Linked DNA regions of Sus scrofa: region 2 is linked to region 1. The links are chromatin contacts, called in public Hi-C maps. All regions are on one chromosome and are shown on one strand. Each heading gives the region's core, a stretch centred on a gene start, on an enhancer-like site or on the middle of the called end of the contact. The rest is flanking DNA. Distances are from core to core; before and after follow the strand shown.

The links. A called contact is a pair of places that touch in the nucleus more often than the background predicts.
Region 2: a Hi-C map of fetal skeletal muscle shows a contact between it and region 1, with 2.0 times the contacts expected there. The contact joins the enhancer-like site here to the promoter of ACTC1 in region 1. A contact is called at or near these places in 3 of 47 Hi-C or Micro-C datasets (fetal skeletal muscle, heart right ventricle and skeletal muscle) and 1 of 2 datasets of contacts at active chromatin or transcription factors (skeletal muscle).

What each region holds. Positions count from the first base shown.
Region 1 is chr1:136,279,825-136,282,589 of Sscrofa11.1, forward strand. ACTC1 (actin, alpha, cardiac muscle 1) reads left to right here and starts at 1,295. Exons shown (of 7, transcript NM_001170517.2): 1 at 1,295-1,520; 2 at 2,067-2,217. The coding sequence starts at 2,089.
Region 2 is chr1:136,358,757-136,361,653 of Sscrofa11.1, forward strand. No RefSeq gene overlaps it. Among named protein-coding and RNA genes, the nearest start is that of GJD2, 49 kb to the left of the region's middle. Within about 2 kb of position 1,550, at least 3 of the 83 cell types and tissues checked have an H3K27ac peak or open chromatin away from gene starts, as enhancers often do. A contact at or near this core is called in fetal skeletal muscle and skeletal muscle, where this site is marked.

The sequences.
Region 1 (2,765 bases), core at 45-2,544:
AAAAAGCCTACGATGTGGTGGAGTGTGATCCCACCCTCACCTGGCTCTGTCCCTCAACTGCCCCCACATGTTCTTCTCCAGATCAACCCAAACATGGTTGGGGAGCTTTGAGGGGAGGACCCAGCATTCCCCAGTCTGCACAAGTATCTAATCAGCAGGCCTCCTTAGCACATCAATCCAAGACCACTCCAGAGATGGATGCCTGTGCCCAGTTTTCTATTTTTAACTGGTGTGAACAGGAGGAAAAAACACAAGCATTAAAAATCCAAGTGCCAGTCAAGAACTGAGAATACAGGGCACCCCAGGCAAACCAGTGATCTGTGTCCTTCTTATGTCTCTCTGTTCCTTTCTCCTCTCCTTGATTCATATCATCTTTTCATCCCTTTCTCCCAAGTCCCAAGATCCTTCAAAATCTGTTTCCACAAAGCAGCTGATATCATTTTTACCAATGAAGCTTCTCACACATCCATGCACATCAGCTGAGCATCTTGCTAAAATGCAGATTCTGACTCAGTAGTTCTGGGATGAGGCCTGAGACTCTGCTCTTCCAACTCAATTCTGGTTAAGACCATACTGTGCAGCCATGTGATCTGTTCATACAGTTGAAGTTGCTATTATCTTCTTGACAAGAATATTTCTCTTTGTCTTTTCTCCACCTGGAATAAAGGCTTTTGCCCCAGTTTATGGATGTTGTCCACCAGCAAGTGGACAAGCCAATTTTGGCATTTGTTCCTTCATTCACTTTAGCCACAGGTGATCCTTTTCTGGACTAAAGACAGGAGTTGTGCATAAATTGGGGACCAAGGTGGCCTTGGTTAATCTCAGCTTCCCTGCTCTAGAGGAGCACAGCATCCAGGTTGGTGAGGGCTACAACAGGAGGGTGCTCTGTCCCCAATGCCCCTTTTTTGGCTGCCCACATGTACTGCTGTGGTGCCCTTTGGGCCCCAGAGGACTGCCAGTGCTTTGCTCCTCCAGCTCCCAGTCTGGGAAGATGAGAAGCTGCTGTCACTCCCCTGCTGCCTTAGCCCAGCTGTCAGGACCCCTCAGCAGAGGGCAGGGCGCCAAGCCTTCCCACTCGTGTGGGGCTTATTGTTTCTGAGGCTGGCGGGGCTGCGCAGGAAACTAGTCCACAGCACACCCAGGGAGCACCCCCACCCAGGAAGGGGGAGGGGTGGGCTGGCGTCACTTAGTCTTCCCCTAGCCCCTACCCTTCCCCGCCTGCCCCTCCCTGGGTCCCTATTTGGCCATCCCCCAGGCTGCCCCCTCCCCTTCCTTACATGGTCTGGGGGCCCCCCGGCTGATCCTCTCCCCTGCCCTTGGCTCCATGAATGGCCTCGGCGCTCCTCAGTGGCGCGAAGGCGACCAAATAAGGCAAGGTGGCCGACCGGGCCCCCCACCCCTGCCCCCGGCCGCTCCAACTGACCCCGTCCATCAGCGCGCTATAAAGCGGCGCGCCCCGCGCGGGGCACCAGCGCCTGCCGCCGCCCGAGCCCAGCCGAGCCCAGCGCGTCCCGCGGACGGTGAGTCGCACCGCCGGCCCGCGCCCGGAGCCCTTCCTCTCGTTCCTGTCCCTCCGTCACTTCTTTAAGACCAAACTTTCCATTTAGTTCTAACTTATTTTGTCCTGACTCTAGGTCCTCGCAGAAGGGGGGGGGGGCTTGGAAGGGGAGTCTTGGGCCCCAGTGGGGGCATTTGGGGTCCCTACCCTGTGCTTTTCCCTCCAACTGGAGCTCAAGCCTGAATGGGGTGTGAATGGGACAGAAGTGGGTTCCCGGTTTGTGACAAGGCGAAGATGTAAAGGGCTGAGGAGCACCTGCTAAGGGGTGACCGCCCCTTTTGAACCAGAGCAGGGGCTGAGCCTTCTGCGGGGGAGCCGGAAGGTTCCTCTCCTCCCCGCAGCTTCTTCCCATCCTTCTTTCCTGCCCGAAGGAGAAGGGAGGTGGCAGGCGTCGCCCACTCCCTTCCCTGCCCGCGGATCCCCCGCCCCGTCCCCTCCTCTCCGGGGCGCGGACGAGGCCAGTTCCGCATCACTGAACGTGGGCCACCTTGCTATCCTCCCCCTGCAGACCCTGCCAAAGCTGTACAAAGATGTGCGACGACGAGGAGACCACCGCCCTGGTGTGCGACAACGGCTCCGGGCTGGTAAAGGCTGGCTTCGCAGGCGACGACGCTCCCCGCGCGGTCTTCCCTTCCATCGTAGGCCGCCCGCGCCACCAGGTAAACTTGGCCCCCCTCCCGACCTGCCCTCCCCCCAGCCATCTCCACAACCCCTCCTGGCACGTCTTCAGCGAGGAAATCTCTCACTTGACCTTCCTGCGTCATGACCTCTTTAGGTCAAAAAGGAAAAAATGGATTCGCTTCCAATCGGAGCCAAGGCAAAGCAATACTCACACTCTCCAACACACCAGGAAATGTGCGTTTTCCCCAGTCGGCTTCAGGCTTCAGGCTTCAGGGACTCAGCACAGCAAGGGTCCATTTCCCTGGTATAAAAAGGCAGCAGCTTCTCTCTTCTGCTCCTGACCTGAATCTTTAGTCCTGTGTCTTCTCTACCTCTCAGACTCTTCACTTTACCCCTTGGCTTCCCTTTTCAGTACTGTTCAAAACTCATAATAATACACTTATTATTAATACCAACCAACCCAGGGCCAAGCCACATTGCTCCCTCTTGTTCACAGCTAGTTCAGAGGACTCCCAAAAGATGTCATCCATCTGCTTCCTAGCTGTTGCATTTTTAGAAGCCAGGCGTGACAGAGGCAGTAAGTGCC
Region 2 (2,897 bases), core at 300-2,799, 79 kb after region 1:
ACAGCATATGGAGTTCCTAGACCAGTGATCATATCTGAACTATAGTTGTGACCTATGCTGCAGTGACAATGCTGGATTCTTTAACACTCTACCAGGTGTGGATTGAACCTGCATCCCGGAGCCGCAGAGACATCCCTGATCCTGTTGCAATACAATGGGAACTCAAAATCAACTCTTCATTGTAAATCTCTTGTACACCTATATATTCTATAGGTTCTGTTTCTCTGGAGAACCCCAATATAGATGGTTCCTGAGGGTTGATCATGATGAAACAACAAATCAGGAAGTTCACCTAGCTCCATACTACCCCACTGTGTAGCCCCTCAGGGCATGAATTCAGAGCAAGGAGTAAACACTTCTGCCATATTAAACCTCTATGTCTGGTCTGGAATGTGAGGGACTTGTATAAATCTGGATCAACAAGAAGATCTGGGTGGAGTTTTCTGGTGGTGCAGCAGGTTATGGACCTGGCATGGTTTCTGCTATGGCATGTATTTGATCACTGGTCTGGGAACTTCCACATGCCATGGGCATGGCGAAAAAAAACCCCAAAAAACCCAAGAAGATCTGGAGGTCAAGGATTAGGTCCGAGTGATGTTTCTTTGGCCAAAGTCTCCCTAGACTTCTAAGGGAAACTTTGTCAAATAGCATGACTCTTGGTAACAAATAAAACAAGAAAGGGAAAAATAGACTGAAGAGGGGCAAGGACATTTTGTCACCAGACTTGGGCTGGGGACGTTTTGTTCTGGGCCTACCTGGTATCACTCTGAAAATCATCTACAAGTAGAGCTCAGCAACCCCCAAATAGCAAAATGACCAAGCTTCAGTTCCTCAGCTAAGTAGGGCAACTTGTGCTGTTGAGTCAGACTCTGGGGTGAACCCTGTTCCAGACAGAGTATGGACTTCTTTGTCCAGAGTAGGCTTTGCCACACAGAACAGTTAGACCAAGGGTTCTCAACTGGGAGAGATGAAAACCAACAACAAACTTGGAGCTAGGGACCTACCTCCAGTATTAAGATTTAATTCTTTGGATGGAAATCCAGCATGAAGAAATTTTCAACATGCTAGTGATTCTAAAAGCACATATCTAGACCATTCTGTAGCAATAACCAAGGACCAAGACATCCCTAGAGGAGCCCACATATTCTGAGTAGAATTAGAACCTTGCAATTCTCTTACATGTAATTTTGCCAGAATAAAGCAAAGCCCACTTCTTTCCCTTCCTACATTCCCTATTTTATAGCCACTCAGGAGTGTCTTTGAAGGGCCTGCTTTCCCTGTACTTCCTCCATATTCATCTAATCCTTACCACCCTCTTCTTTCTTAAGCCTTTGCTACTTGAATTATGGTCCTCAGATAAGCTGCAGCGTCATTACCTGCTTGATAGAAATGCAGAATCCCAGGCCCTACCTAATGAGTTGAAATCTGCATTTTAATAAGATCCCAAGGTGATTTCTGTGCACTTTTACAATTTAGGACTCACTGCTCTACACCACCTGTAAATGGAGGCCTGGGATAAATGTCCTAATGAGGCCCTGACGTTAGACATTTATTGTGCAGAAAGGATGGTACACTGTTTCTTCTTTCATCTCCTAAGAAATGAGGTGATTTGTTCCCTCCTTAAAGCCTATTTTTTCATGTTAGTCGCTAGGTGAAATTCATCTGTACTCAGAATGAATATATATATTGGAGAGGGAGAGGGGCCACCAGTTGTCTCTGCAGTTGGCCAGACAACTGGCTAATGGAGGGTTGAGTGTGGGAAGGAGGAGAGGTATCGGAATGCAAAAGCTCAGCACTCAGTTATGTACTCAATGCACAACAGCTGAATGTGTGGCTATTTCGATGCCATATGTAGTTCTCAAGTCTCTTGTTTTCTCCTTAATTTGGCTGGGGTCGCTCTTAGATTGTGTCAGGTGGGATCTCTTTCCTTTATGGCTTAGTGATGCAGGGCAAGCACTGGCAGCTGGGTCTGAGCAATGCCTTAGGCATTTGACTAATTCAATAGGACATGCCAAGGGACAGCTGGCTCCAAAATAAATCTCTGGTGTACACATTGCTCTTCATCTCCTAATTTTCAGTTGAGGAAGGAGTCTCTTGGTACTGAGCATAGAAGCCCAGATAAGTTTAAGTAAGATGAGGTTCCTAGATTCCCTCGTGGTTCAGTGGGTTAAGACCCGGCGGTTTCTCTGTGAAGACATGGGTTCGATCCCTGGCCTTGCTCAGTGGGTTAAGGATCTGGTGTTATTGTGGACGTAGCTCTGATTCAACCCCTGGCCCAGGAACTTGCATGTGCTGAAGATGAGACCATTAAAAAAAAAAATGAGGTTCCTTTCTTCTCATGCTCTCCAACTTGATGACCTCCATTTAGCGAGTTCTTTGCCTGGTTCCAGTGAGGGCAGCATAACAATATATAGCTTTGGAGTTCCTATTATGGCTCAGTGGGTTAAGAACCCAACTAGTATCCATGAAGATGTGGGTTCGATCCCTGGCCTCGCTCAGTGGGTTAAGGATCCAGTGTGGCCATGAGCTTTGAATAGTTTGCAGATGCAGCTCAGATCCAACATTGCTGTGGCTGTGGTGAAGGCTGCCAGTTGCAGCTCGGATTTGACCCCTAGCCTGGAAACTTCCATATGCCACAGGTGTGGCCCTAAAAAGGCAAACACACGTGCACACACACACACACACACACACACACACACATTTATATAGCTCTGAGATTAAGAATATGGTTTTTGAAGTCAGATAATTTTTGCCTGAATCCCACTTCTGCCACATCTAAGCTTTGACCTTGAATGTGCTTCTTCTCGTGCCAAATATACAGTACAGGGAGTTCCTATTGTGGCTCAGAGGGTTAAGAATCTGACGAGTGTGCATGAGGATGCAGGTTTGATCCCTGG